2 separate regions of the Mus musculus genome follow, and region 1 is linked to region 2. A link is a contact called in public HiChIP or PLAC-seq data. All regions are on one chromosome and are shown on one strand. Each heading gives the region's core, a stretch centred on a gene start, on an enhancer-like site or on the middle of the called end of the contact. The rest is flanking DNA. Distances are from core to core; before and after follow the strand shown.

What was found. HiChIP or PLAC-seq counts read pairs in DNA pulled down with a chosen protein or histone mark.
Region 1: an H3K4me3 HiChIP or PLAC-seq map of embryonic stem cells shows a contact between it and region 2, with 6 times the contacts expected there. The contact joins the promoter of Gpatch4 here to the promoter of Insrr in region 2. A contact is called at or near these places in 3 of 39 promoter capture datasets (cranial neural crest, embryonic stem cells and liver), 5 of 115 datasets of contacts at active chromatin or transcription factors (bone marrow-derived macrophages, embryonic stem cells, large pre-B cells and 2 more) and 2 of 9 other capture datasets (liver and pancreatic islet).

The regions. Positions count from the first base shown.
Region 1 is chr3:88,041,020-88,044,765 of GRCm38.p6, forward strand. It overlaps Gpatch4 (G patch domain containing 4), which reads left to right and starts at 2,087. Exons shown (of 8, transcript NM_001110809.2): 1 at 2,087-2,160.
Region 2 is chr3:87,794,975-87,799,038 of GRCm38.p6, forward strand. Insrr (insulin receptor-related receptor) reads left to right here and starts at 1,977. Exons shown (of 22, transcript NM_011832.2): 1 at 1,977-2,534. The coding sequence starts at 2,450. It overlaps Ntrk1 (neurotrophic tyrosine kinase, receptor, type 1), which reads right to left and starts at 188. Exons shown (of 17, transcript NM_001033124.1): 1 at 1-188. The coding sequence starts at 170.

The DNA of each region.
Region 1 (3,746 bases), core at 837-3,336, 250 kb after region 2:
GCTATGAACACAGGCATGCACACATGCACACCATAACACACACCAAGCATCTGTGATACCCTCTGCAAACACCTAGAGCTGGATCTAAGGACATGCTGGCCTTGTCTATTCCTTTTTGGATTAGAGTTCATGACCACCGTGAAAGAGCACAGAAGCAAACAGGCAGACACAGCACTGGAGTAGTAGCTGAGAGCTCATGTCTGATCCACAGGCACAAGACAGAGAGAAAAGTATTGGGAATGACATTGGATTTTGAAACCTCAAAGTGACACTGCTCCTCCATCAAGGCCATGCCTCCTAATCTTTCCCAACAGTTCCACCACCTGGGGACCAAGAATTTAAACATAAGAGCCTAGCGACATTTGTACTCAAACTACTATAGGAGGTGCTATAAAAATGTATTGGTTAGCAGGATAGTGAGATGCTCCTATTTGCCTGTGGTGATTTGAATTTGAATAGGTTTGGCCCCCATAGAATCATGTGTTTGAATGTTTGGCCCAAAATGAATGGCAATATTAGGAGGTGTGGCCTTGTTAGAATTGATGTGGCCTTGGCAGAGGATGTGTGTGTCTCCCATGATTAAGCTCTGCTCAATGTGGAATTCCAGTCTCCTCCTGGCTGCCTGCAGAAGGCAGTCCCTGTCTCCTGCCTTTGGATTAAGATGTAGAACTCTCAGCTCCTCCAGCACCATGTCTGCCTGCAGGCTGCCATGCCTCCCACCACGATGATAATGAACTGAACCTCTGAAATTGTAATCCAGCCCCAATTAAATTTTTTTTCCTTAGAAGAGTTGCCTTGGTCATGTTGTTCCTTCACAACAATTAAGACACTATCCTAATATGGGCCTCACACAAATGATACACAGATGTGACCAGATAACTCTTTTGTTACAAAAGACTCCCGTTCTCTTGACATGGTCAGGGTAGTAGGATGATTTTCAGAATTCACCCATTGCATCTCTGTTTCTGCTATCATGGGTTTTGTTTTGTTTTGTTCTGTTTTGCTTTTTTAAAGATTCATTTTTAATTATGTGTTTCTGTGAGTGGGCCTGTGTATATGTTTATAGATACCAGCAGAGGCCATGGGTCCCCAGGAGTTGGAGTTTACAGGTACCTGTGAATACCCAACATGGATACTGTGCATCTTTTTTTGTTGTTGTTTTTGTTTTGTTTTGTTTTTCGAGACAGGGTTTCTCTGTATAGCCGTGGCTGTCCTGGAACTCACTTTGTAGACCAGGCTGGCCTCGAACTCAGAAATCCGTCTGCCTCTGCCTCCCGAGTGCTGGGATTAAAGGCATGTGTCACCACCCAACATGGATACTGGTAACTAGACTTGGATGCTCTTGAAGATCCCCCACTGTAATTTCTTTTCTTTTTAATTAATTGTTAAGGATGTAATTTTATATGTGTGTGTGCGTTGCCTGCATGTATGCATCTGCAGTTCAGAAGTTAGAAGGTGTTGGATCCTCTGGAATCCATATGGGTGCTGGGAACTCAATCTGAAACACTCTTAATGGGTTAGCTATCTCTTCTGCCCTCAGTGTATTTTCTTTATTATATCCTTTGCCGTAATTGCGTTCTAGATAACAAGCAAATGGCTATTCCCATATGGGGAGGCAATATGAAACGCTCTTTTCCCTTGTTTTTGGGCGGCCGGCCGGCCGCAGAAGCCTACAACTGCTGGTGGGAATGGTGTACTTGCAGCTCCGGTGCCCTGGACCCCTTTTCGTCTCCTCTTCTTGGAGCAAGTCTACATGCTCCTCCAAGTTAAGGGTCGAGTCTTAAGTGTTCTTGTGTTCCCAGTACGAAAGGGACAAGGTAGTGTGCAACCAGTGCTGATCCCGCTACGCAGAGCCTGAGTGTCCTTGCCTCAAGGGAGGCACTAACTCCGGAAAGCTCAGGATAGGGTCGGGGGTGGGGGTGGGGGTGGGGGACCCGAAACAGAGGTTAGGGCGGCGCATTGGCTTCCAACAACTGCAGGAAGGAAACTAGCACCCAGCCTGGAACTCAGTTTCCGTGGCAAACATCCAGGGGAGTGGCTACTGTCAGGACGTCTCTATGGTTTCTGCATCCTAGAAGGGCCAAAGTTCACTTCCGGGAAGATGGCTGCACCCAAGTCGGGTGTCACACGTGCTTCCACGGAGAGGACTGTACACTGACGGTAAGGAGCTTGCTTTCCCCAGGGGCGGGAGCAAGGGCGAAGATCGGAGAGTAGTTCCACCCTGCTGACTCTGTGGCTGCGGGGCTTGGATTTATAACCGGAGGAAAAGGCGGCGGCTGGTCCTCTAGGCTGCTGCAAACGGGTGGCTCTGGACATCCCTGGAAACTGGCTGGAAAGGAGACCGCGTCTCAGTGTACTTGCAGCCTTCGCAGATCAGGCTGCGTCTGCCCACGCCGGCCCATTGCAAGTGCGTTAAAAAACGATTCCTACTGTGTCACTCATTTCAGTCCAGAAACGCTGAACGATTCTCAAGGGCTGGGAAATAAAGCTTGCCTCCGCCTTCCGGGAAGTGTGGTTTTGAATTACTGTGATGAGAAATAGAATGTGGGGAAGGCTTACAGCAGAAGAAAGAAGCTGTAAAGGTACAAAGCAGTGAGTTGCTCATGAAATGCTTCACTACCAATCCTGGATCCACTACTTGCCAGTTGTTTGGTGTTCGAATTAGCAGTGTTCGATTTCTTCTTTGTAAATTAAGGCTAAGTAATACCTTCTTATAAGATGTTGGCAGGCATCAATGAGACAATCCATGTGAAGCAGTTAATAGCAGGTTCGTGGTGAGTCAATGCACTACAAGTGTGGGGTATGATTATTCTTACTGTTAAAATAGTCAGAAATAATTTGGTATTTATAATAAGTGGTATTTGCATGGTGACCTCAGCATCTAAATTTTACTTCTGTTTCCATTTCAAGAAGCAAGGTAGCACCTGGGAGAGAGGCAGGCCAGTGTAACCCAGGCTAGCCAGGCTAATTAGTAAGCCCTCAAAAACAAAAAAAATCCAAGAAGACCACTTCTTTTTTTTTTTTAATTTTTTTTTAATTAGGTATTTTCCTCGTTTACATTTTCAATGCTATCCCAAAGGTCCCCCATATCCACCCCCCCCAATTCCCTACCCACCCACTCCCCCTTTTTGGCCCTGGCGTTCCCCTGTACTGGGACATCTAAAGTTGGCAAGTCCAATGGGCCTCTCTTTCCAGTGATGGCCGACTAGGCCATCTTTTGATGCATATGCAGCTAGAGACAAGAGCTCCGGAGTACTGCTTAGTTCATATTGTTGTTCCACCTATAGGGTTGCAGATCCCTTTAGCTCCTTGGGTAATATCTCTAGCTCCTGCATTGGGGGCCGTGTGATCCATCCAATAGCTGACTGTGAGCATCCACTTCTGTGTTTGCTAGGCCCCGGCATAGTCTCACAAGAGAGAGCTATATCTGGGTCCTTTCAGCAAAATTTTGCTAGTGTGTGCAATGGTGTCAGCGTTTGGAAGCTGATTATGGGATGGATCCCTGCATATGGCAATCACTAGATGGTTCATCTTTTTGTCACAGCTCCAAATTTTGTCTCTGTAGCTCCTTCCATGGGTGTTTTGTTCCCATTTCTAGGAAGGGGTTAAGTGTCCACACTTTGGTCAAGAAGACCACTTCTTTACCCCGTTTTTGTGTTGCTGTATTCACAGTTCCGTTTCATTTGGGCTTCATGCAATCATCCTTCCTAATGGAAAGGTGGATAGACATGTGATTCTTCCTAAAC
Region 2 (4,064 bases), core at 727-3,226:
TCCAGGGACCCTGCCCTGGTGCAGCGCAGCCCCGAGGGGCCCACGGGACAGCAGACCTCGCGACAGGATGCGGCGGAGGCACAGGCCAGCATCAACGAAGTCATCAGACTGCCTAGCCCCGCGGCCGGGCGATGCCAGCCCAGCTGCCCGAGCCGCTGGCCTCGCAGCATCGCGGCGGCGCCCGCCTTGCTCGGGCCGCGCAGCCGTCCGTGCGCTCCTAGCTGCCGCCGCCCGGCCTCGCGCGACACGTGCGCGGGGCGGTGTTAAAGACTAGCCACCAGGAGAGGGCGGCACCCACGGCCCCGCCCCGCCCCGCCTGCCAATGCCCCCAGTGCCCCCTCCCCTTTTGAGGCCCTAATGCCAGCTCGCCTTCCTAATGTCCCTCGCGGCTGCAGGAGACCTGGGGCGGGGGGCTGCCATAGATTGCCTCACAAGTGTCTTCTGAGGCTGGGGGAGCTAGGAAGCTGATACCTTATTTCTCACAGTAAAACAGCTGCATTTTCAGATTTGCGGGGAAGTGGAGAAATTGAGCAAGGGAAGGGTTGAAGTCCAGGTCATCCCAGCCAGCCTCACGGTGCACTTTACTTAAGAGGGTGTGCATGTCACTTGGAATAAGTTAGGTGAACGCTCTCCAGACCCTAGTAAGGAAAGGGAGAGGGCCTCAGCATGGCTGGATGCAGAACCTGGGGAGAAAAATAGTGGGAGAGAAGAGTCCTTAGAACACAATTGGAGGAAGATTGGAAAGTGGAGACCTCTCGGTCCTCAAAAGACCACAGGGTGGCGCTAGAAGCCCTCGCGCCCGGCGTTTGCGCTCGGCCTGGGGCTTCGAGGGCGGAGAAGAGCAGTTCTGAGCCTTTCTAAGCTGTGCCTCTGGTCTTAGGGTCAGTTCCCAATCCTAACCATCCATCTGGGGCCCCAGAGCCGAGCCATGGCCAGGCAGACCAAGCTTGGCATCGATCGCCGTCCTGACAAGAGCATCGATTTCTGTGCGGAGAAATTAATAGATCTCTTAGTTCTTCGGACGTGGGAGCTGGGAACCATCGGCTCACGGTATTTGTGAACCTGGGAAGTCTCAGGCCCAGCATCCAGGCCACTAAATGGCAAGTCTTGCGCAATGGCCTTCTTGACTGCACGTATAAGTGTCGCGTTTAAGAGATCATCCCATCATGAATTGTCCTCCAAGTGGCCCCGAATAAGTACATATATAGAGACCCACTAAGCATCCTGAGTTCTTAAAAGTAACCAAATGGAGCCAGGCAGTGGTGGCACACGCCTTTAATCCCAGCACATGGGAGGCAGAGGCAGGCAGATTTCTGAGTTCGAGGCCAGCCTGGTCTACTTCCAGGACAGCCAGGGCTACACAAAGGAACCCTGTCTCGAAAAACCAAAAAAAAAAAAAGTAACCAAATGAAGGAGGAATCTCACAGAGAGAAGAACGACTCGTCTCCTAGGGATTTGAGCCAAAACCAAGGGATTTGACGGGGACATACCCCGCGCCAAGGAAGTATGTTCAAAGTAGCCTCGGGAGGCTGGGAAGGGCTGTGAGAGGCGAAGTGGTGAGGTCGAAGTGGTGAGGTCTTCAGGTTTCACCAGTGGAGTCCGACCTGTCCAGGCTGCGGGAAGTTACCCCGCAGATGTCAAAACACCTGTTGGACTCCAGAACTCCCCTGCAAATCAAGCCAGGGAGCCCAGCCGCTCCCTCCAGATCTGCAGCGAGCGGGTTGGGGGGGTGGGGATGGGGGAGAGAGGGAAACTGAGACAGAGAGAGGGGTTCCAGAGCTCAGTTCTTGGCCCCCAACCTTATTTCCCCAACACATCTGTCCCCCACCTCCCTCAGTTGACAGGCTAAATATTTTCCCTTGACTTGGTGGGAGGGGCGGAGAGAACAGAGAAGTCGGCGGGCGGCGGCGTAAACCAATCCGTTTCTGGAAAGGGCGGGAGCTGGGCGAGGTCCCTGCCTTTCTGCCCCACCAGCCGCGGCCGGTCGACCGAGAGTGGAAGTCTGCATGTCCAGGAGGTCCGCGGAGTGTCTCGGGGTGGAGTGCTGCGGGTGTCTCGGGACCCCGCTGCCGCCCCTTGGGGCACTCCCGGGGCTCACCGGGGGCTTCCACTCTGCCTCCCCTCAGGACTGCCTGGACTGTCTGGATCTTTGTGTTCTGAATCATCCTCCCTCTGGATGCCTCTCTGAGGCTCCTCCACTCCTATCTGCATCTCTGTCCCAGTATCTGTCTCTGGACCACACTGAGGCTGTCTCTAGCTGCTTGTCACAGGCTTTGTTTCCTCTGTTCCGAAATTCTTTTCTATCTCCCGCGGTCTCTATTTGAGATCTCTAATCCCTTTGCCTTTGTGTGTCGTCGTCGTCCCCACCCCTGCCACTTCACACTGGAACCTGGGTCTGCATCCTCCTTTCTCCCTGGAGGATACCTGGAAGACAACCAGGGCTGAGGTCATGGCAGTGCCTGCTCTGTGGCCCTGGGGAGTACACTTGCTTATGAGCCTGCTGTCCTTGGGATCTGGCCTGGACACACTAGAGGGTGAGTCCCCAGCAACGTCCGTCTAACCCCCATCTCCCTCCAGAACACCTATACTTAACTTAGTCTTTGGTTGGTTGGTTTTGGTGTCTCCAGACAGGGTTTCTCTGTGTTACCCTGGCTGTCCTAAAACTCTATCTGTAGACCAAGCCGGCCTTGAACATAGAGATCCACCTGCCTCCACCTCTCAAGAGCTGGGGTTGAAGGTGTGCAGCACAACTGATTCCTAGTTAGTCTTTATTGGGACGGGAAGACGAGGATCAGCTCTCAGAAGGACTTTTTGCCAGCTAGAACTGTTATATGAAGAGTTTTCTCTCTCAGCTCCCCTAAGAGGTTAAGGAGTTAGAAATGGAACGAACAGATGTTCTTCAACTCACGGCTGTTAGTGAAACCGCGATCCCAGTAAAGTCTGAGTTTAAACCAAAATGAGACTGAGAATTGGAGGTTGCTTCTAGGGCCACTGACTGATAAGAGGCAGGCTGGGATCGAAGCTGAAAACCAGGCACCATTAAGCAATTTGACTTACTGTGTGGATTGTAGGCTCAGAGACAGGAGAGGCAGACCCAGGGCAAGTCCTGAGCTCTGGCACCCCAGGCTTTCATCTGTGTTGGTGGGGACCCTGGGGTCCCACTGTGGGCAGGAGGGCTGTCTGAGAGAGGACTGCCTCTCCTCCGTAACTCAGTGATATACCTCAGATTCACACTTCTCACCAAAGGCACCTAGGGAGTGGGAGTGGGACTAATGCAGACCAAATAGCCCCTCATGGGTTGCCAGGGGCTATGTGGGACAAAGAAGAAGCAACAGAAGAGGAAACAGTAAGTGTATAACGCCATCATTTAATCTGCCTTTGTCCTCCATACAGAGTTTGGGAACTCAACACTCTGGGAACGGGAAGGGTCTTAAAACATTCTTCTAAGTGGGGGCTTCCAGGACCAAGCCAGGGCTCCCTTTCCTGTAAGGATAATACAGATGGACTGGGGTAAGGTGTCTCATGAAAGAGGCCAGAAGATTTGCAATGCATGGTGATCTACCTGAACGCCCTACCCCTGTTCCTTCTGTGCCAGGACACTGCACAGCAGATGCTAGGCAGGAGCACAGTTGTCAAAATAAAGCAAGCATGCCCTGGGAGTTAGTGTTTGGTCAAGGAGCCCAGCTGTTGTTTCCCAGCGAAGCTCTCCCTGGAGCTTGGCCTGAGGACAGGCAGGGGTTAATCTGCAAAGGTCTTAGATTTGTTTTTCCAATGTCTCACATTAGGGGAGCTCTGGAGAGGCTAAGGCATGATGGGAAGTGGGCGCCTGAGGGAACCCCCCCACCTGCCTCAAAGAGCCTAATTGGCTTTCATGGAGGGAACAGAAGTGTTTTTCCTTCTCTTCTTTTTCTGTGTATGTACCTGCCTAGTCTAGTGTGTGCGCAAGCATGTGGACACGCACGTGTGCAACAGCCGACAGTCGAGCATGGACCACAGAGAGAATGTATAGGAAGACAGGTCTTCCTGTCCTCCATCCCATCCAAATCAGCCTTGTCAAGTGCTAA